Linked DNA regions of Gossypium hirsutum: regions 1 and 2 are each linked to region 3. A link is a contact called in public Hi-C data. All regions are on one chromosome and are shown on one strand. Each heading gives the region's core, a stretch centred on a gene start, on an enhancer-like site or on the middle of the called end of the contact. The rest is flanking DNA. Distances are from core to core; before and after follow the strand shown. Region 1 holds the start of LOC107945475 (F-box/LRR-repeat MAX2 homolog A). Region 2 overlaps LOC107945473 (polyamine oxidase 2). Region 3 has its middle 21 kb from the start of LOC107945744.

The links. A called contact is a pair of places that touch in the nucleus more often than the background predicts.
Region 1: a Hi-C map of leaf shows a contact between it and region 3, with 2.6 times the contacts expected there. The contact joins the promoter of LOC107945475 here to the enhancer-like site in region 3. A contact is called at or near these places in 4 of 34 Hi-C or Micro-C datasets (hypocotyl, leaf and petal).
Region 2: a Hi-C map of leaf shows a contact between it and region 3, with 1.8 times the contacts expected there. The contact joins two enhancer-like sites. A contact is called at or near these places in 2 of 34 Hi-C or Micro-C datasets (hypocotyl and leaf).

Annotation. Positions count from the first base shown.
Region 1 is chrD12:32,654,279-32,658,787 of Gossypium_hirsutum_v2.1, reverse strand. It overlaps LOC107945475 (F-box/LRR-repeat MAX2 homolog A), which reads right to left and starts at 2,078. Exons shown (of 1, transcript XM_016879495.2): 1 at 1-2,078. The coding sequence starts at 1,852.
Region 2 is chrD12:32,689,255-32,693,716 of Gossypium_hirsutum_v2.1, reverse strand. It overlaps LOC107945473 (polyamine oxidase 2), which reads left to right. Exons shown (of 10, transcript XM_016879494.2): 8 at 20-117; 9 at 211-640; 10 at 894-1,598. The coding sequence ends at 1,202. Among protein-coding and RNA genes, the nearest start is that of LOC107945473, 5.4 kb to the left of the region's middle. Within about 2 kb of position 2,211, at least 3 of the 9 cell types and tissues checked have an H3K27ac peak or open chromatin away from gene starts, as enhancers often do. A contact at or near this core is called in leaf, where this site is marked.
Region 3 is chrD12:32,230,895-32,235,008 of Gossypium_hirsutum_v2.1, reverse strand. No RefSeq gene overlaps it. Among protein-coding and RNA genes, the nearest start is that of LOC107945744, 21 kb to the right of the region's middle. Within about 2 kb of position 1,633, at least 2 of the 9 cell types and tissues checked have an H3K27ac peak or open chromatin away from gene starts, as enhancers often do. A contact at or near this core is called in leaf, where this site is marked.

The DNA of each region.
Region 1 (4,509 bases), core at 829-3,328, 420 kb before region 3:
TGTCTTGTGGAGGCCAATAATCTAGTTCACTTAGCCTCAATTCCCCAATGCCATTAAGGAAAAACCTTTCCCACAAACTCAAATCCATTTGGCCTGACGGTGCTGTGAGTGCATAACCTATGGTTTCACTACAATCTAATTGCATCTTCGAAAGCCGAGGGTAGAGTGCAAGAGAGCTCAATCCAAATGCACGTTCAGATGGTTTGGAACGTCCCCTGCAGTCCCCTTCCACCTTTATTCGAATCTCCTCCAAATTAGGGCAGTTCAGAAGACCCGCCGCTGCCAATGGTGTAAGGAGTTCACTAACACCAATCCAAAGTGAAAGGTATTGCAACCTATCCCATTTCTTGCACCAAAATCCGTTGTTTTCCAGAATGTAACCATCACTCACGTCAGAGGAGTATTTGCATTTCTTCCTTCTCATTTCATGATCATACTCACTCCCCATTAAGCTAAATAAACTGGATGGTTCCTCCACTTGGTTGTGCCAAAAACTAAGACCAACCGGCTCGGAATTCCCAATCTCCTCCCATCCGTTCCAGACACAGTCAATATGCAGCCATTGAATCCGATCACGGATTGGCTCCACAGATCTCAATGAAGCTGCAGCATCAAGATTCTTGCAACAAGAAATCTTGACTTTGACCAAAGTATTTCTTAGCAAGCAAGCCATTGTCCTAAGACCCTTCTCCGTAATCCTTTTGCATCCTTGAACTTCAAACCTGGACAGCTTAGAGCACCCTCTCCCAATTGCAATCAATCCCATATCCGTCAAATCCCCACAATTCTTAATAGACAACTCTTCCAGACCCGAACACAAGGCAATCCCATCAAGCTGAGATTCATTCGCCAGACATATCCCATGAAACTGCCCCAACTTGAGCACTCTCAAATCCTTGCATTTAGAATTCAACATTTCCAATGCCATGGAAGTATCCCTGACGTTCCTTCCAACATCAAGCACAAGCTCTTGAAGCAGCGGCAAGCCAGAGAAGAATTCCACCAGCGTCCCTTTGGTAACCATAGCATCCTCCGAAGTAAATCCCTCATTATCCGGATCACCTCGAACGTCAGTCAGTGAGGACGTATCAGCCAAATGCAAAAGCGTCAATTTAGGACAATTATTAGCCACAGCTAACAAGGTCTCATCTCCGACGAACCCAATGTACCTAGGATCAAAGTTACAAGCCACCAAGAAGTTCTTCAAGTTAGGACAAGCCGTGGTGATTTCCTTAATTTCCTGAGACTTAAACCCTTCAGCAAACGACGTCGTTAGCAAATTCAAGTGGACTAACGAGGCCGATACCTTGGGGCAAGCTTGAAGAACCGGGGGCAGATCTTCAGTCCAATAATAAAAAGTGGACAAATCAAGCCAATTCAGATTCTCGCACTGCTCCAACAAACAAACAAAGTCTTCACCGATTGGCCACGAAGCCAGCCGTTGATGCCACCTAACCAACTTCACACGCTTCAACCCAGGCCATTGTTGAACCAAAATCTTGATCGTCAACGGCGATCTAGCGTAGACCGTCAAGGACGTGACCGCAGGGAACGCTACGCGGAGGCGATGGGCCAAAAGCTGAGGATCAGTATCAGACAACGGAGAAGAAAGAAGCGGGTGGCCCCATGGGGAGAGGAAGGAGAGGTCCAAGTCAGAGACGGATCTGAAACAGGTCGGGATCATGAAAAGGTCCCTTGCGTTACCGCGGAGAGTGAGAGAGACGCGCGTCGCCCTATCAAGAAGCATAAACTTACGGCTGACAAGGGAAAGAGAGTTCCGGGTTCGGGTATCTGAAATAGAAGCAAAGATGTTCGATAGAATAACGTCGGGGATATCGTTAATGGTGGCCATTTGGTGTTAGGGTGAGTAATGTTTGGGTGGGTGAGTTTGATTTGATTCAAGTTATAGATTGAATTTGAGAGATAAGCCAGATTTTGACGAAGAAATTTGGTTTGAATGAAGTGAGTGAGAGAGAAGGTTGGTTTCTGGTTAAAGCTTTAAAGTTTGGATAAATACTAAAATGGCATTTGGGACTGGAGATGGGGATGGGATGTGGATAACAGTACACTAAATGAAAGTACTGGTGAGAGAGTTTTGTCTTGTCGCTGATTGGGAAGGCCACGTTGTCTAAGACTAGACCCAAATCCATCCTGGCACTGCATTGGGCGTTGGTTTGACATTGCTGTCTTTTTTTTTTTTGGTTAAATTACTAGGGAAATACTTTTTCAGTGGATCTAAAATTTTTGTTGAAATTAATTAGTCAATTTAATAATTATTTTCACCTTAAAACTTGAAATTAACAATTACTTTTATATTAATGTCTAAATTCTTTAACAAATTTAATTTTAAATTTGATAATTATTTTCAAATTTAAATTTGAATATTAAGATTTTTAATAAAATATCAAAAATTAACTTAGATAAAACAAGATTCAAATTTCGTCAAATTTAAAATTTAATTTTGATAAAAGAAATCAAACCTCAATTAAAAACGATTATCATCCAAAACGTGTATTAACACCAGCTTGTCATATTTTTCCCATGTCTCTACGGAGACAAGGTAAAAACTTTCCTAAATTTAATTTCCTTGGACAATGCCACGTGCTTGTGGAACCCACATCCAAGATTTTACCCCTACTCTTTTTCTTCTACTCAGCTCCTATTTCCTTTTTATCTTTTTCTAGTTTTGCTGGATTTCTAATTAAAACAATAAAAAAAAGGTTGGAATTCTTTTTGTCTGTACGTACATGTAAGTTTACCATTTCATTAAACTTAAATGCCTTTTATGAATTGCAACAACTTGGAATTTTGTAGTTATTAATGCGAATAAAACAGGACGGAAGGGATGATGTTAAATCAACTACTATTTTATAATTAATACGCTTTGTTGTATTATTCGTCCTGCTATATTATAGATGTATAATTTTAAATCACTTTATTTAGTATGATTGAATTGAAATCTATAAAATAGTTTGAGTTTTATCATCTCTAATTATAAAATATTAAAAAAATAAAGAGTCATAACTAAATTTGAAATAAAAATTAAAAGGAAGAATGATATGTATTTCATTAAAATTTTAACGCAATGTGACATGTTTTAATCATGAGTTAACTATAAACTAATAAAAACAAAAAGCAAGTTATGGAGATTTCTTCTTTGTTGACTTTTCTGGAAGACAAAGCTACCAAGAAAGTTCGTATGCATTGTAATGATGCGAGGGAAGACAACCATCTTATGGTAGTGGATGGGGATGGAAACCGCAATTGATTTCACTAGATATTATATCAGAGTCTGTCTCCCATGGTCGTGGTCCACTTATTGGGCAAGAAAATAGGGTTTCAAACTCTCTCGAATAAGATCTATCATCTATGAAAGCCATCAACTTCGGTCAAAATTATGGATTTAAAGAATGATTATTTCATGATAAAATTCTAAGAGGAATCAAACTATATCCGAGCTCTAATAGAAGGACCTTGGATTGTTTTTGGACAGTATTTAACGATCCAACCCTGGTCAGAATCTTTCTCAACTAGCCAACCATACCCGTCTAACGTAGTTGCTTAGATACGACTTTCGGGTCTCCTTTGCTTTTTGTACTAGAAGAGTATTTTAATGAGTATTGGGTAGACGATTGGGCATGTCATTAAACTTGATAATAACATGGGTAATGCTCTATTGGGAAATGTGCCCATATTGTAGTAAACATGTAACTGTTTTCTATTTATTTGAACGATGAATAAATAAAGTTAGTTTCACATTCCACTATTATGTATTTTGTATTTCTGTTTTTTATATTTTGCATGCATAGTGAAATTGTGACAAACAAATATTAGCTCATTAATTGTCTAAATTGAAACTGAAGATAAGTGGCATTGTAAGAATGTTTACATTGCGAGAAAGACAACTTACTTCATTAGATAATCTAAATAAGTCTGTAATCTCGTAAAAGAATCAAAGTGAACATTTGATTCAAATACTGAAAAGGATTATTATGTCATCTACAATTCCAATTGGGGAGATGACTAGTCTTGGCTATCGGAGCAGTTGACTCCACGAGTAGAGACATAGATGTATTCATTGGTAGAATGATACATTGGGCTGGACCCAAGATGAATTAATTCTGAATCTGTTTGTGAATTAATTCGCTCATGACATTCATGGTGTGAAATATTGAGTTAGTTACTGACCATGCGTATTTAACTCATGTGCTTTGATATAAGTGGAGGCTTATGCTCTAAAGATGATTGAGCCCATAGCCAGTATGTTGGGTACATGACTTGTGTATAGCATGACTTTACTAGCAACAATGGAATTCATAGCTCAATTAAAGAGTTAATGATAACCTCTCATTGGCATTGTATGGATTGATAAACATGAAAAGTGACCACGGGTTGTTCTCGAACAAGCAATTTATCACAGTCATTTGTTGACAGTGATCATATTAATCATTAAGAAGACACAATGGTGACAATGAGATAAAATAGGATTGTATTGAGTGAACGGATTTA
Region 2 (4,462 bases), core at 962-3,461, 460 kb before region 3:
TTTTATTTTCTATCTTTAGGAAGAGCTATTACCTGGTGGTCACGGACTCATGGTCAGGGGCTATCTTCCTGTCATAAACACTCTGGCCAAAGGTATTGACATCCGCTTGAGCCACAGGTAATTTAACTTGAATAGTTCACCGGCTTGTATGTCCTTTAGCGTGGATGAATTTATCAGTAATGTCCATCGTTGAAATGCCTTTGTCCTTAGGGTTACAAACATAGTGAGGCGTTACACTGGAGTGAAGGTTACTGTGGAAGATGGTACTACATTTGCGGCGGATGCTGTTATCGTTGCTGTTCCTCTAGGCGTACTAAAAGCCAAGAATATCAAGTTCGAACCAAGGCTTCCTGAATGGAAGGAAGCAGCAATTGATGAACTTGGAGTGGGAATTGAGAATAAAATTATATTGCACTTTGACAAGGTGTTTTGGCCTAATGTGGAGTTTTTGGGAGTTGTTGCTGACACATCTTATCATTGCAGCTACTTTCTAAACCTTCATAAGGCGACAGGTCATTCTGTCCTCGTTTATATGCCTGCTGGGCAGCTGGCCAGAGACATTGAGAAAATGTCTGATGAAGCTGCTGTGGAGTTTGCTTTTATGCAACTCAAGAAGATCCTTCCAGAGGCATGTGCCCCGGTGAGTCAAATTTTCGAAGCTATAATTGTGTTCTAAATTTGTTGGGTGCTTCTGATTAATTGTGTTTTAAATTAGTCTGTTGCTTCGATCTTGCATGTATACAAAATGGAATCATTATTCAATGTCTAAATTCAATTATGATATTGTCAGATTACAAATTTGTGTATACTCATCTGTTTGCCAATTGATCATTCAGATTCTGTAGGATTCTGATCATACTAACTAAATTATAATGTCGATCTTGAACCCACAGATTCAGTATCTTGTTTCTCGATGGGGCACAGATGTGAACACACTAGGCTCCTATAGCTATGATGCAGTAGGCATGTCCCATGATCTGTATGAGAGGCTAAGAGTGCCAGTGGATAACATATTCTTTGCGGGGGAGGCAACCAGTATGAGCTATCCAGGGTCCATTCATGGTGCATTTTCAACTGGGCAGATGGCTGCTGAGGACTGTAGGATGCGTGTACTGGAGCGATATGGAGAGTTGAACTTGCTCCAACCAGTTATGGGTGAGGAAGCAGGGTTGTGTGTCCCGCTTTTAATAACGCGTTTGTAAACAACCTACCTGTCTAGGCATGCACCCGGTTCCAAAGTATGTATTTGTAGATATGTTGGGGTGTGATTTGAGTGACACATTGATCCCAATTTCAAGGGCTACTTGCATTGGTTTGATGTGTTGTATATGGTCACTTTTAAGCATAGTTATACTGAATTGAGATCCGGACAAGAATAACTTGTATGGTGATCTTAATGTGTTGGGGTGGTGAAGTATTTAATTAAGAATAGTATGGTTGAGATTGTGCAGGCATGGGGGCATGCCAATGTTAAAGTGAAGTATGTTTTGGATATGAAAGGTGCAAGTTGCGTCATCCACTACATGAGTGGGAAGGACACCGATAAAATGGTGATATAATTTTATTAGGAAAATAAACAGTCGCTTTTTTTGTTCTAATTCTCCTGCTTTTTCATTTTATTTTTTATTTTATGGGGTAGAAATCTTAGATGCAGCATTCACATTCTCGTTTATAAAGTGTAGGAACATGTTTATTGTTTTTTTTTTTTGAAATTTTAAAGTGTTCGTCGTGATATAATGTAGATGAGTATGAATTAGATTTTTTTTAAAAGATTAAACATGTATTTTAAGTAACATATTATTTAGTCGTCGTAAAATAAAGATTGGATAATATATATATGTGAGGGAGGAAATATTTTGATTCACTTCAATAAAGGTAGAAATAGTTTAAGAAAAAAGGTGGAGAAAAGCTTGAGAAGAAAGGATAAGATTCCATGATACTCAATTATTCATCCAACTCAAAGTGAAGCAATCAAAATTAAGTGCTAGTGTTCCCATAGAAGATTATGTTCCTCATCACCCAGTTTTGGAATTGTACATGAGTGGTCTTAAAATTACAACAATATATTACTCATGTAAGATTGATCTTCAATGTTTTGCAAAAAAAAATCTTTTCAAATAAAAACAATCAAGATAATAATCTTTTCATATCATACAGATATTGTAAACCAACGATGTTTTTGCCATCGGGTCTTACAAGACGTCGGTTTCGGATCGCTTTCATGACCTTTTCTATCACTATTATTGGGCTTTGGTGAAAGACAAACTATACACATGTGTAATGGGCTTTTTTGAAAGTGAGAGATTGCTTAGGGGAATCAACAAGACAAGTAGTTAAACCGGTTGATTAGTTTGTGCAACTTTAATTATAAAGCTATTGCAAAGATTATGCCTAATTGGATGGCGCATTTTTTCTTCAACATTGTATCACCTTTTTATTTTACCTTTATGTTAGGTGGTAGCAATACCCTTTTTGAGGAGTAGGGTTTGTCGCCCATTGCCTTGCACCAGGTCTAGTTAGGCGTCATGATGTATTGAGTATAATTATATGTATTATTTGGTCTTTAAATTAATTCATATAATTTATTCAATCCAAGTAACATCATTCCTATACCTAAAATATCATTTATTCAATTAATTAATTAATTTAATTATTTTATTAAATCAGTTTGTCAATCCAATTCTATTTTCATTAAAGTCAAGATGACTTTACCGTATTAGAATCTGTAAGTAAATAAATTTAATTACCTTGTAATTTGAAACTATGATGACGAATTAATTTAATTTCTATTTCGAACATCAATTATTTAATTGCAATTTAATTAAATAATAATTCAAAGAAGTTAAATTTAACCTCTAAGTCATCTTTTATGCATGACGAGAAAACACATTCACTATGGATAGACATGCGATCTATCACTCTTATTCATTGTTTTCATATATTCACATCGTCAAATCAAATGCAAACCATCAAGGATATACCGAGCTAGCATAGGAATTGACTAGGCATATGTATTTTCTCGTGCTACTTTATCTAGTGTTCATCCAACTTGTCATATGTGTGTTACCCTCATAGAACATCCTTAATCCCTTTGGGACAAAATCAGTTCTCCCAATATGATCCTATTTTAGACAAATAACCGTGACCACATTACTTTTCGATTACACAAGAGGGCCATGTTTTCCATCTATCATGTGCTAGTGACTAATCCAAAAAGTGCAAGGTTATAAGTTCCCGGCTGTAGTGCCTCATCCCTGACCTTTAAGGAGGATCCAAGAATGGTGCATTACAACTTTGAAGCCTTTCCTTACAATTACGAAATTGGCAGAATCTCAAGTTTACAAAAGAGCAAAAGGCGTTTGCTATAGCAGTAGTAAATAAAACTTTTAGACTTAAGGGCCCAAACACCTTTAAAACACAAAAGTTCATTGTAAAGATTTAAGGAGAGAACGAATTTGGCGGATACAATTTTAGTTACAAAATATTGTTTCTCAGATTTCAAGCCTTGATGCCACTTTCATGCATAATACAAAATCACTATAAGCCTTACACATAATATATCCTCTAGAGTAGTCTGTAAAGGTTCCTTTATTTCTTCAAGGGTCCTGAGAAGGGAAGATCAACGGAGTAAGTTCATAGAACTTAGTGAGTTCCAAAGCAACATCAGAATATCTGTGACCACATTACTTTTCGATTACACAAGAGGGCCATGTTTTTCATCTATCATGTGTTAGTGACTAATCCAAAAAGTGCAAGGTTACAAGTTTTCAGTTGTAGCGCCCCATCCCCGACCTTTAAGGAGGATCCAGGAGTGGTGTGTTACAACTTTGAAGCCTTTCCTTACTGTAACGAAATTGGCAAAATCTCAAGTTTACAAAAGAACAAAAGGTATTTGCTATAGTAGTAATAAATAAAACTTTTAAACTTTAGGGCCTAAACACCTTTAAAACACAAAAGTTCATTATGAAGATCTAAGGAAAGGACGCCATTTGGTGGATACAATTTTAGTTACAAAATATTGTTTATCATATTTCAAGCCTTGATGCTACTCTCATTTGTCATGCATAATACAAAATCACTATAAGCCTCACACACAATATATCCTCTGGCGTATTCCTTGAAGGTTCATTTTTTTCTTTAATGGTCTTGAGAAGGGAAGATAAACGAAGTAAGTTTATAAAACCTAGTGAGTTCCAAAGCAACACCAGAATATCTATACGTCACATAGATAGAGGGGCTCTTCCCAATTCAGTGGGACTTACAATTCACTCATTGGCGAAGACACCACGTAGACTAACTTCAAGTAGCTTGCCTGTTGGCGAATATTGAACTTGCACAAACTTTAATAGAGTAAGACTCACTTTGGCGCGTACACTATGCCCATGCATTCATGCAAACAACCTTCTTCATGCTAGCCAAAACCCTAGTTCCTATTTCATTGAGTGTAACGTTCATTCTTTTT
Region 3 (4,114 bases), core at 384-2,883:
GTGTACTTAAGTTGCTTAGTCAACATGTACTTAGGTTTGTTGCAAGGTACCATATGATGTAACTATTTAGTTGGCATATTTATAACAATATGGTATGTTTTGAGATGAACTATTTCAAATCTTAATATGTTATCCTAGCCAATGGTTGTGATGAAGAGTAAATCTACATTTGGTTGAATTGGGGTGTGAATGGTTATAGGCATGTAATTGTTGTGGCAATTGTAACACTCTAACCTGGACCAATAATGATATCTAATTAAACTATGTGACATGATCACATTTCACAAATGATCATGTCAATCTTATTTTTAATACTATTCATTTAATTCACTTATGATATATCGATAAGAATTTATTTTATCAACAATTTATTTCTTTATGATTATCTAAATAAACACTATTCACATATTGCTCATTTATACTCAAGCTCATTTATAGTTTTCAATGTAATCAAAATCTTAAGTAATTGAAAATAGCATTTCAAAAAAAATCAAATGGATAATGAGCATATGTGCTACAATGGTCTCAACATTTCAAGATTACTATCCAATGATCTTACCTTGTTGGATATACAATATCTTCATTACCACGGTGGTTCGCTCAATTCTATTTTAGAGAATATGATAGCCTTAAATGATAATGATACTTGAGATTTAGTAAATCTGATTACAAGAAAGAAAGCAATATCTTGTAAATAGGTGCTTATGGTTAAAGTAAATCCAAATGGATCAATAATTCATTTTAAAGACATCTTGTTTCTAAAGAGCATGATCAAACTTATGGTGCTTTTTACATAATGAACTTCAGGTGGAAGTTTATATAAAGTAACTACATGCATTTGTTGCTTAGGAAAAGTTTGTTGCCTAGGCAGATCGTATATGGTTAGAAACAATGTACTCACACTTGGTTAGGTAGGTTTAGTGAGACAAATCAAGAATGAGTCAAAGAATAGTAATTGCGATCATTTAGTGTTCTATAAATAGTTTGAGGTTGGTATAATATTGCTAGTTGTGTTATCATTAATTGGAAGTGATATTGCAAGCATTTGATCTTCAAAATATTTTCTTCACATCAATTTTAATCAGTCGGGGTTGCTAAAGTATTTGTTGGGTGTTGAAGTGACACAAACTAATAAAAGAATCTTTTTGTCTTAAAAAATATGTTCTTAATTTATTGACACAAAAGAAATTAGGAGCCACGCCATGTAGTGCACCAATACCAAGTGAAAAGTTGATGGTAAACCTTTTGAAGACCTGGAGTAGCTATAAAAAAAATAAGTGGAAAGTGAAATCATCTTACAAGAGCTCACTCATATATGCTCACCCTATTGATGTTTTAAGTTGGTCCATATTGTTTCCAACAATTAAATTATTAGGCAACTTTCGAATAAATTTGTGTTATTTAAAGAGAGATCTAAGACAGTCTATTCTATGGCAATCATGGCCACACCAATAATGTTTTTTCCGATGTTGATTATGCATTGTTCGAAATTGATAAACTAATAAGAATCATGGAATAGACAAAGTTGCTTGAGTTCAAATGGATAACTTTGGGCCAATAACTCGTACTATGGCTAAACAAATGCAATATGAAATTACATTATACTTGCAAAAATTTTTAGCCCAATTAGAGAAGCTTAAAGGAGATGAATCCAAGCCCACTGAAGTCAAGCCCAAGTTCATTTCATTTCTAGTTTGCAAGTGTATGGAAGTTTTCTAAGTGACCTTTGAATTTATTTAATAATGTGCTTTCATTAAATAAATTAGAATGCATGAATTAGGAAGTTAGTGCATGCACGAATGTACATTACTTGCAGATATTTAGTTAATTAGCTATCAATTCTCTAATTATGCATGTATGTAGGATTAAATAGATGTATTTGATCATTAATGTTTTCATAATAATGAAACATGATGTTGAATGTTCTAAATTTCAAATTTTAATTATTGCAATTCTTTCCACTCTTATCTCAGTAAGTTTCCTTGTTTAGTAGTGAGTAATCCTGATTCTTATTGCTATTTTTTTTTTAAATTCTCTTATCACTTTACCTTTTTTTTTTCTTTTTCTTTTCCTTTTTATTTTTATTTTTTGTTCTTTAAGAGTATGAAGAATCAACCTATTTGTTCTTGTTTGTGGCAAATTTTCTGTATCGACCAAGGCTACTAGGATTTCCTATTTGTTTCGAGATGCAGTTGTCTTGAAGCATTTTCTTCCGATGATTTATTAATCTGTGCAGATTGTGTTTTTGTTGGAGGGAACCTAATTTCATGGAGAAAAAAAACGTGTCTTGATCTAGTGTAAAATTAAATACAATGATATGACAATATCAATATGTGAGATAGTATGAATATACCAAGTACTGAGCCTTAACTTGGTTATGGGTGAAATTACAACTGTGATATCAGGCTCCCTTTCATATAGACTTCAATCTTATGTTTCATGAACAATATTACATATGTTCTTGTGTGTTATAAATTGGCAAAACTAGTTTTCATTTCATCTGAAAAAAATTCAATAAAAGTTTATGTCTACAAGATATGTCAAAATTGAAGATCAATTAGAGATATTTTCATAAAAACTCTAAACAAACTAATTATTACTGTAACAAGGTGAGCATGATTGACATCTGTACTCCCTGAGGACAAATATAATTTGACATATTTGTAGGATTAACTTTAGGGGTTTTTCTTTACTTTCTTTCCATTTCCTATCTTCTGCAACATGAATAAATACAATACAAGCAATTCTTCCTCACTTCTATGATTTACATTTACAAAACAAAACAAAATCCTCCTTTCGTCACTCTTGGCTTCCTAAATTTTAAGTATGTTTTCCCCTCTAAATCTTCATTCCCTTCAAACTTTAAGCCCCAGCTTATCATAAAACTACAGAACCCAACTCATGAATCTCCAGTAATTCACATTTTTGTTTACTGGACTTGGCATAATTTTTTATTCAGTTCCCTAATCTTTAATTTTATCAAATTAAATCATTGGAACTTTTATTATTAATAAATTAAACCATCTATGCTAATTTTACATCTCATCAAGTTAATAATTAAAAAAATAAACTAAGCATGCATACGAAGTTTAATTTTTTTCGACAGATTTTTTCTTTCTAGCATTGACCTTACAATGACAATATGAAAAAGAAGTACCTAGAATGCTAACTAGACGAACTATTGTTACGCGATTTGAACTTTAGTCTAGTAAATCATGCGGTCTTAGGTAATTTTTGACTTCGAATTCACAGAAGTCAACCTAACTCCCAAAAAGTGAAAATTCAAATAAAATTTCACTAAGGCACTGAAATAAAAACGAAAGTAACTCGAAAAGGCAAAATGACTTGAATCAAACAAAAATGCCACAAGATAATAATAACACACCAAATGTTCAAGTAAATACTGTCAAAATATTCTTTAACTCAAGAATAAAGTAAAGGGATGAAATTATTACAAATGAGGAGAAAACCCTCTGGTTGAACTCCCTCAAATCCAACTACATCGATGACTAAGATCAGTGCCTATTTACAAAATGAGAATCATAAGGGATTTAAACTTTATACAATCTTATCTTACATTAATGATAACTTTAATTTTAATAGAGTGTTTCATTTCATTGAGCCACCAAAGCTTCAAATAAATAGACTATCCAATATGTTTCACGAATTGGGCCAATTCAAGTGAATTGAACAAACCCAATCGATTAGTTGACCTCCATGGCATGATTTATTGCATTCGTCATGACACTATATCAACCTTTCCGTTAAAATTACTTAACAAAGTTATTTAATTTATTATTATTAATAATGCAACTTTAATGATAACATAAACCAAGAGTAGATTTTAAACTTTAATAACCCAAAATATAAATGACTAACCCCTCTCTCTCTCTCTCTCTCTCTCTCTCTCTCTCTCTCTCTCTCTCTCATATATATATATATTCCTAATCAAAGTTAAGGTCATTATTTTGTTTAGGGAAACTTTATAAAACAATCACGTTAAGAGTTAGTAAAGCTCTTGAAATCAGGAACAAAGTAAAAAATTTAGTTCAGAGGGACCAGATAAAATTCTAAAATTTTGAGGGAGGCGAAGCTAAATATTTTATTTTAAAAG